Linked DNA regions of Mus musculus: regions 1 and 3 are each linked to region 2. A link is a contact called in public promoter capture Hi-C data. All regions are on one chromosome and are shown on one strand. The core of a region is the stretch at or near the end of the contact, and the rest is flanking DNA. Distances in the headings are between cores, read along the strand shown. Region 1 holds the start of Mbtd1 (mbt domain containing 1). Region 2 holds the start of Pctp (phosphatidylcholine transfer protein). Region 3 holds the start of Tob1 (transducer of ErbB-2.1).

Region 1 (2,700 bases), core at 123-2,622, 3.9 Mb after region 2:
TACAAGAGCTAGCAACCAAAGAAAGGTTAGAGATGAATACACACTGATCGTTCTCAAAAGCTGGGCGTGGGTATCACCCCGCGATGTTATTAAAATGCAGCTTTACGCCTTCTGCCCACGTATTGGTTCCATCCACTACGCGGAGTCGCGACAGGTGATCAAACGGTCACCCCTGTGGTTCCAGCAGAGGGTGTAAGAGCCCGAAGATGAGCGACTCTACTTTGCAGACATCCTTTGGCAAACCAAGCCGACAGTTGAGCGCCTGCTGGATGCGAAGCGCCGCAGCCCCTTTGGGGCGGAGAAAGGCAGCGTCCCCGCCCTCGCCAGCCAGCAGCCCAGAACCCGAGGCGAAAGAGCCGGACGGCGCCCCTCGGCGCCCGCGGTCGCCGGTCCCTCCCACCTGAGCACTCGCCGCCACAGGTCCCCCCCACCTCCAGGCTCCGCCCCCGGGGCCTCGCCTCCCGCCGCGCGCCCCGCCAGAGCGTGTGCCCGCTCGGCAGGCAGGCAGGCGGGCAGGCAGGCAGGCCTTCCTCACCCGCGAGCTCCGCAGCCGCTGCAGCAGCGCGTCCTCGTCGTCCTCGACATCGCCGAAGACGAGCTGCTCCAGGCAACGCTCGGCGGCCGGCTTATCGTCCTCTAGCGTCAGGCGGTTCCGCTGCCGGAGCCGGCTCTCCTCCTCCTCTGCCGCCGCCGCCGCGGATCCCGCGCTAGGGGCCGCCCTCGGCTCGGCCGGCTGTGTCCGTTGGGATGAACGGGCGGCCTTTGCGGGCGTGCTGCCGCTCCCGGGTCTGGCTTTCCTCCCCGGCGTTGCGCCGGCTCTCCGGTCTCGTCTCGTCCGGCTCTTGCGTTCGGGCGGCATCCTCAGGGCTGAGGGGAAAACGCCGACGTTCACGTGGAGTACCACTGCGCATGTGCCGGGGCGGCTCGCTCTTCTCCTCGGCCCGGCCCCGGGGAGCCGGAAGGAGTCTGCGCCGCCGCAAGCCACGTGACCGGCGCTCGCGCGCTACGTCACTCCCACTCCGTCCGGCGGCCCCGCCCCATGTGGGAGTTCCTCAGGGAAGGCCGATCTTCCGGGTGGAGGGGGAAGCGGCGTGACTGGAGTGGAAATTTTTCCCAACACAACTTCTCGGAGGCAACATATTGGAAGGGACTCGGGGAGGCCGGAGTCCAAATGGAAGTGGCTGAAAGAAACTTCTCGCCCTGCTGATTCTGAGCCCCGCGTCGTGCCGCGCGCCCTCAATTACCTCATCGACTTGTGGTCTTGGTACGGTCCTTAGAGTACGGCGCCTGCCGAGGGTCCCACGCTGGAGGGGAGAGAGGAGGGTACGTGGGGGAAGTGGGCCAATCGGGGCGCGGGTCACGGCGCAGGCGCGCTGGGGAGGGAGGGCTATGCTAATGTTGTTGATATCCTGGGGCCACCCGAGTTAAAAGGGGGGAAATCCGGGGGCTGCCACTGCTGTCGCTGGCCCTGGCCCAGCCGGGGGTCCCCCCTGTAGTCGCCGCAGTCCCGGGGAGAGGCACCGGCCCCCTGCTCGCGGGGGGGGAGGGGGCGCCGCGGGCTCGGGGAGCACGGACGGCCCCTACCCATGAGGCCCTGATGGAAAACACAAAGGATCTGGTGAGAGCCGAGCGCAGCGGCCGCTTTGTGTGCCAGGTTTGAGGGGGGGGGGCACGCCTGCGGCTGCCCGGCCCCCGGAACGCCGCAGCTCGGGGACCCCACTCGCGGGCCTGCTTCTTCATCCCACGCCCCCTCCGTCTCCGGAGCTCCCCTCCCCCTACTGGCCGTTAAACGTTCAGGGGTTCCCCTCCCCCCCTCAACCCCTGACTTAGGGTTCTCTTAGGGAGAAAAAAAAACATAAGAAAGTTTTTCCTCTGCTCCCTCCCAACCCCGTTCTGCTTGAAGGGAAAGATTAGATAGGAGACTTTGCCTTTTTTAGCTGCCAAGGGTGGGAGAGTGGTTTCTCGGGGGTGTGGGGGCAGGAGCATACAGAGTTTCGGGGCTTGGCTGGAGACGGAGCCCACCATTGTAGAGCCAGCGCCGAGAGGCATTTTGCACGTGGAGGTGCTGATACTGAAAGGGGGCGGGGTGGGCACGTGTGGGAGGGAGACGTAGGAGTGGTATCGGGGAGTCAGCCGCCAAGGCTGCTACTTGAGGGTTCCAAGTCAGTGGGCTTCCACCATCCGTACGTTCTCCTTTGTGAAAAAGAAATCCTGACATTTCAGAGTCGGAAGAGACACTAGAAGTCACCCAAAGCAGCCCAGCTTCTGACGAGTGGTAGGTAGTCTGACCTCTACTTAACCCTACATCCATATACCACGCACTGCAGCCTAGGAAAGCACCTTCGGTTTCTTTCAGTCTCTGATATTCACTTGCCTGCCCTTATTAGACCCTTCAGTCTCATTCATGTCGTGTCCTGGTTAAGTTGCTCCCTTTTTTACTTCTCAAATTTGTTCTCACATCCTCCTCACCCACCCACTGCTCATTGGCCTATATTTTGTATGCCAGGAAAGAACATCAGGGAAGTGGAGGGAGGGGGATGGGGAGAGTAAAGAGATGGTAAGGGCCAACTGAAAACTTTGCTGGGTCGGTATCAAGTGTGCTGCTTCCATGACTAAAGATGGTTGAAACTATTCCCTGGGAAGCCAGGGAACTGCTATGTGGGGGTTTCATGACTGTTTCACAAGTAGTCCTCTTTGCGA
Region 2 (2,700 bases), core at 54-2,553:
AAATGTCTCGCACTAGGTTATAAACCCTCCAACTGCATCTGTCCTGAACTTCTCTGCCTCTGTGACACAGTTACGCCATTCCTCCATGTCTGCTTCCTTCACCTGTGAAAGCCAAGGCTCCCATAATAGATCAGTATTTGGAATCCTTTGCTATACCAGTCTGATCTTGTGCCAAGGAACTTCTGTTGCCTACAGCAAAGCAACTGATGCCAAACCTCCAGTTTCTCCCACCTGACTAGCTACTTGGTTCCAATGGCTTCTTAAGATGCCTCAAGATGCTTAACAACCAACTACACTCCTCCTCCGGCCTCCATTGCTCTTTCTGCATGAAGTTTCACAACCGAATTATTAAATAGACCTTAAAATTAGATCACACCCACACAGAAGACAGTCACTAAATTGATGGAATTGCTACTGTTACCTCTTGGCCAGCTCTGAACATCCAGTCCATGAGTCTTGTCTCTTTCCTACCTGCCTCAGGACATGGCCCTTCTGTACCCCATACAGAACTGGCACCCATCTGGCAAAAGGAAACATGTTCTCTGCAGACACTGGCATGGTGTAGGAATGAATAGACCAATGTTTCAATTTTCCTAGCAAACAAACGGACTGAAGTTGGGCTAAACTTCCAAACTACTCATTTTCTGTTTTCTATCAGCTGATTGCTGCCAAATGCCTCTCTCTTGTGAATGTAGATAAACACACACTCCTATATGTCCACGGGCACGCCACTCCAGCTCGATCTCGGAAACCCTGTATTGGACCCGTTATACCCACTCCCAGTGAAAGTCCAGATCCTAGACCGGGTGGGTTTCTTTGGCACCTCGCCCCATCTTCAACCACGAGCCGTTAAATACAATTCCCTACTCCCAGGCCGTTTGATTTTTTTTGCAAACGCTGCAGAGTAAAACATAAATTACAACTCAGAAGTCTAGCAACAGGAATGACCTGAGGCTGAGCTCGGACAACCTGCCAGCCGCATAAGATCTACACAGGGTAAAGTAGCTCCAAGGAGCCTAGTCACCCCTGCAGAGCAGTGGAGTACCCTTGGCGAGTCCTAACCAGGGGGCCCAGGCCCCTGACCTCCTCCAGCGGGCAGGTCAGTTGCTACCTGGTCCAGCAGCCGGTAGATGGTTATGCCTGAGGCCTCTACCAGGAGCTGCCAATCGGCCCCGGTCAGCGCCGGTTTCTGGAGTTCAGCACAAGCCTCCCGGAACTGCTCGTCCGAGAAGCAGCATGCGGCCCCCGCCATCCTTCCGCAGCCAGGATACAGCGCCCGGAGCGCAGGTCACTCACTGGCCCTTAGAGAGATCGGGGGCGGGGTCACAAGGTGACCCCAACCTGATTGGCAGGGAAGAGAGAAGGCGGGACTTGGTCGAGGAGGCGGGACGTGGGAGGGCGGGGGTGGGGAGCGGAGGTTAAGAGGGCGGTTCCAGATCTGAAGACAGGCGGGGCTAAGCAAAGGTTAAGAAGAATGCCGAGTTAAAAAATACTAGAAAAAAAGCTGTCGCTTATCTGGAGAAAGAAGGAAGGGCTGAAGAAGTAGGGAAACTTCTGGAAGTAGGGCCAGCACATCCTATACTCACCTCCACACCCTTCAAACCTGCGTGAGATTCCTACCCCCTACCTCTCTGAAGGTGGAAAGGTCTCTGGAAGACATTTGGGGAGAGGGACCGAACACAAATGCTTGAAAGTCTCAGAGGTCAGATGCTAGTTTTATATATATATATAATTTTTTAAAAATGCTCTTCTTTCTGGTATACATTTTGAAACCGTGTTTTGTGAATCAATCCCTTAGAATCAGCAGAAGGGCAAGGAAGTCACAATTAAGAAATCAGATCACAATGGACAAGATTTTTGTGGGTACAAATGATATGAAAGATAAGGTACCTGGATTTCTGCAGCTTGCATAATTTAGGTCTTGCAACTCAAAGATCTTTTTGTTCATTTGAGTCTTACTCAGCCGAAATCTGCAACCCTGGCTTTGAGTAAAGTAGGGAGTTCAAAGATAAGTGCAAACACCACTCAATTGCCAAGACCGCCTGGAAAGCCAAATTGCCTAATCTGTAAAATGGGTCAAAGACTGTGCTGCCTTAAATAGTCGAGGGCCGTAGAATATCCCAGTGCCTACCAAAGTGGTATTTAATGATCATTCCCTCTTGTTTTTCAGGAATAAACTGAAACACAATTTTTTCAATACTAGAAGGGGAAAAAAAGTGGTTAAAAAAAAAAACTATTGAAAGCCAGTTTACAAAAGCCCCACGGTCACATTTGCCAAAAAACAGACAGATCACTGTTTTATTTGCCTCAGCATGGATTTTCTTGTACAGGACAGAAGGAAAGTAAGTTATTCCAAAACACGGGAAAGATTGCTTCAAGACAAATTTCCTTGCAGTTTTAGTGGTAGCCTGTAAGCTTTCTCACAGGTGTAAACTATTACTGAAACAAGCAATCCACTCACACTCATCCAACAAGGAAACCAATGTGGAGGATTGTCAAAGATTGCCAAAGGACCAGTCATGATTGTGTGCTTTCATGGGATCGGAACTTTGTCACCACAGAAATATTGATGGATTAAGAGAGGCCCAAGGGAATGAACAGGACCATAGAAGAAACAAGAGACCAAATTCAAACTGCTTTATTGTACATGTTTAAATATGTTGTCTGTCTGTCTGCCTCTCTCTCTCTCTCTCTCTCTCT
Region 3 (2,805 bases), core at 226-2,725, 4.2 Mb after region 2:
AAGGCTCTTGGCGGGTCGCGTAGACCAGGGTTTGTGCCCTGGGTGGTACAGATGGGCTACACAGACGGTGAGTTGTGCTTTAACCTCTAGACAGGCATAGAAATGCCCGCCCTGCAGTGTTTAAGGGCAAGGCAGCACGGGGACCGGTTTTTTTCCAGGAAGCATGGCCCGAATGCCCAGGACAGGGAAGGGGAAGGCAGGGCCCTGGGCGTTTCATTCACTGCTGCGCTTTCTCCCCCCCCCCAACCCCCCCCCCCCTTCTCTCCGAGGCTCCCCCTCGACTTTCTCTCGCCTTTACCCAGTCCGAGTTTGACGTCGGTCTCCTGGAGACCAGACAGCCAATCGTCTGGCCGCTAAGGTCCAGTGCGACCAATCAGGCATCGTTGCTACCTGTGAGTAATTATTTTTAGCCAAGAGGAACGCCCCGTTCCACTCCGGACGATAACTCGGATTTCTGGGCTGCAGGTTGTGGAAACGGCGCCTATCCGCGCCCCTAGAGTCCCTGGCGTCCCTATTCCCTGGACACCTGTGCACAGTTCATAAACTCTCGCAGGTTCCTCAGCGAGGCCTCGTGTTTATTTTGTGGGCCTGGGTGAAAGTTCTCAAAATGCACGCGTGGGCACGCACACAGAGTCACACAGGCAGTTTGGCAGCGTGTCGCTCTCTGCGACGTTTGATATAAGACAATTTTTTTTTCTTACGGTCTCAAGCAACCCTCATGTCCGAGCTGCTGCCAGGTGACCCGGGGAGATTTGGCCAGGGGGAGCTGCAGAGGCAGTTAAACTGTCACCTGTGCGGGAGGTGCAGCGACGTGGCCTCCCTTCCCCACCCCCAGGTTCTGCAGTTGTCACTCTCGGGGTGGCAGTTGGCCTAGGCCCTGCGGGGATTAATACTCAATGAATCGGGAGCACGAGTCCCGGTTACCCCGGGATGGGCTGAGACCCACAGGCTAGCTCGCCCAGGAGTGGGGTTTTCCTCGGCCACAGTCGCACTCGCTCGGAAGCAGCCTTTTCCGTGTACTCTGCCCTCCCTCCCCCAGCCTCGGCTGCCCCTCCCGGCCGGTCCCCGCCGCGTCGCCACCTGCTCCCCCTCCTCCCCCCCCACCCCCCACCCCCCACCCCCAGGCCCCCGGGCCCTGCCACCCCATCCCTACCATCCCATCCCTACCCTTGTCCAATCCCCTTCCAAGGCCTCCCTTAACCCCTCCCCCAACCTCTCGGGACTCTCAGCTCATTGGTCACAGCGGCGTTCAGGAGGCGTGACCATCTATCAGCGGCCGTCTGGACGTGGGCAGGCGGGACTTGGCCAATGGCGTCGGGGGGCAGGGCAGGGGCGGAGTCGGCGCGGCCGGGGGGTGCCGGGTGGGGAGGGCGGGACTGTGACGCGAGCGGCGCGCACCCCCGCGGAGGCTGGGGGCGGGGAGGAGGCTATAAAACGAGAGGCGGGGCGCGCGCCGCGGCAGAAGGAGCGAAGCTCTGGCCCGGCGCGCAGAGGGCGCTGTACGGGGACGCAGGGCCGGGCCGCCGGGCTGTGTAGAGAAGCGAGCGCGCTCGTGTAAGCTTGCCGTCCCCGCCACCCCTGAGCCAGAGCAGCGAGCTCCCGGACCCGCCCGAGGCGTCCGTCGCGTGTCCGGCGGTGGCGACGTCTTGCACCCCGTCGCCTCGCCGCTCCCGACCCACCCGCGCCCCCGCCCGCTGCCCCTTCTCCCCCGCCCAGCCGCGGCTCGGCGGCGGCCGCAGCTCCGGAGCAGCTTGTAAGTACGGCGGGGCGGCGGCTAGGGGCCGAGGGAGTGGCTGCAGCGTCCTGCGAGCCCGGGTGTGGAGGGGCGGCCTCGGGGACCCAAGGGAATGGAGTGGCTCCGGGGACCTGGTCCGGAGGCTTGACGGCCGACGGGCAACCGGGAGGAGGGAGCACCCGGGGTGGGGGCAGCGGCGCCCAGGCAGGGGGAGGGGGCGCCGGGATACAGGGATCGGGCCCGGACCGGTGCTCCGGGATGCTGGCTAGGTCCCAGGAGCCTCGAGCGGGGAGCAGAGTGGGGGACGGCAGGGTCAGGTTACGGCGGGGGAGGGGAAGACTGGGCGGCCCGCGCCGCGACCTGCCGGTGCCCGGGCCGCGTCCCTGAGGCAGCTAAAGAGCCTGCTCTCCTTTTCCCCGGGCCGAGCTCCTCCTCCCGGAGCAAGTCTAGTAGTCTTCCTCCTCTTCCTCCTCCTCCTCCTCCTCCTCCTCCTCCTCCTCCTCCTCCTCCTCCTCCTCCACCTCCACCTCCTCTGGCTGTTGCTGCTGCTGTAGCGCTCGGGCTCCCAGCGCTGTGAGCAGAAATCTAATGAGACCCAACTGGCTGTTTATGTAATTCTTCACAGTCCTGTGTTAAGGCGTTGCTTTAAAAACCACCTTCCACCCAGCCTGTCTGGGCTCGGCTGCACCTTCAAGCAGTCCAGCTGAATCTGCTTTCTCTGCCTGCTCTTGGGTTTCGGCTTGGAAAGTGTAGTTTGGGGGCTACACGAGAGATTCTTTGCCCTTTGTCACCAAGAATATGGAAAATGGAACAGACGGATCCACACCAGTTTGATTATTTTAAATGCCCTTTTTGATCAACCTCGTTGTACAAATAGCTCTCCCTTGGAAATACCTCTCTTTGCCCTTGATCTTTTCTTATCCCCACCCAGTGCTGATCCAGCAAACGTTTAAAGGTCGACCTTTTCGCTCCAGCCTCTCCAGGGACTGCCCGTTTATCCGAAGAGGGAAGGAGATGGCTTTTAAAAATAAGAATAAAACTGAGAAACTCTGCCCTTTAAGCAGAGTAAT

Evidence for each region. Promoter capture Hi-C pulls out the DNA fragments that hold promoters and counts their contacts.
Region 1: a promoter capture Hi-C map of pre-B cells shows a contact between it and region 2. The contact joins the promoter of Mbtd1 here to the promoter of Pctp in region 2. A contact is called at or near these places in 2 of 39 promoter capture datasets (cranial neural crest and pre-B cells).
Region 3: a contact with region 2 is called in a promoter capture Hi-C map of pre-B cells, with 4 times the contacts expected there. The contact joins the promoter of Tob1 here to the promoter of Pctp in region 2. A contact is called at or near these places in 2 of 39 promoter capture datasets (cranial neural crest and pre-B cells).

Annotation. Positions count from the first base shown.
Region 1 is chr11:93,884,799-93,887,498 of GRCm38.p6, forward strand. Mbtd1 (mbt domain containing 1) reads left to right here and starts at 1,373. Exons shown (of 16, transcript NM_134012.4): 1 at 1,373-1,618. It overlaps Utp18 (UTP18 small subunit processome component), which reads right to left and starts at 968. Exons shown (of 14, transcript NM_001013375.1): 1 at 536-968. The coding sequence starts at 859. RefSeq lists enhancers at 970-1,002, 1,197-1,239, 1,252-1,285 and a cis regulatory region at 983-990.
Region 2 is chr11:90,001,591-90,004,290 of GRCm38.p6, forward strand. Pctp (phosphatidylcholine transfer protein) reads right to left here and starts at 1,304. Exons shown (of 6, transcript NM_008796.3): 1 at 1,112-1,304. The coding sequence starts at 1,252.
Region 3 is chr11:94,209,979-94,212,783 of GRCm38.p6, forward strand. Tob1 (transducer of ErbB-2.1) reads left to right here and starts at 1,476. Exons shown (of 2, transcript NM_009427.2): 1 at 1,476-1,753.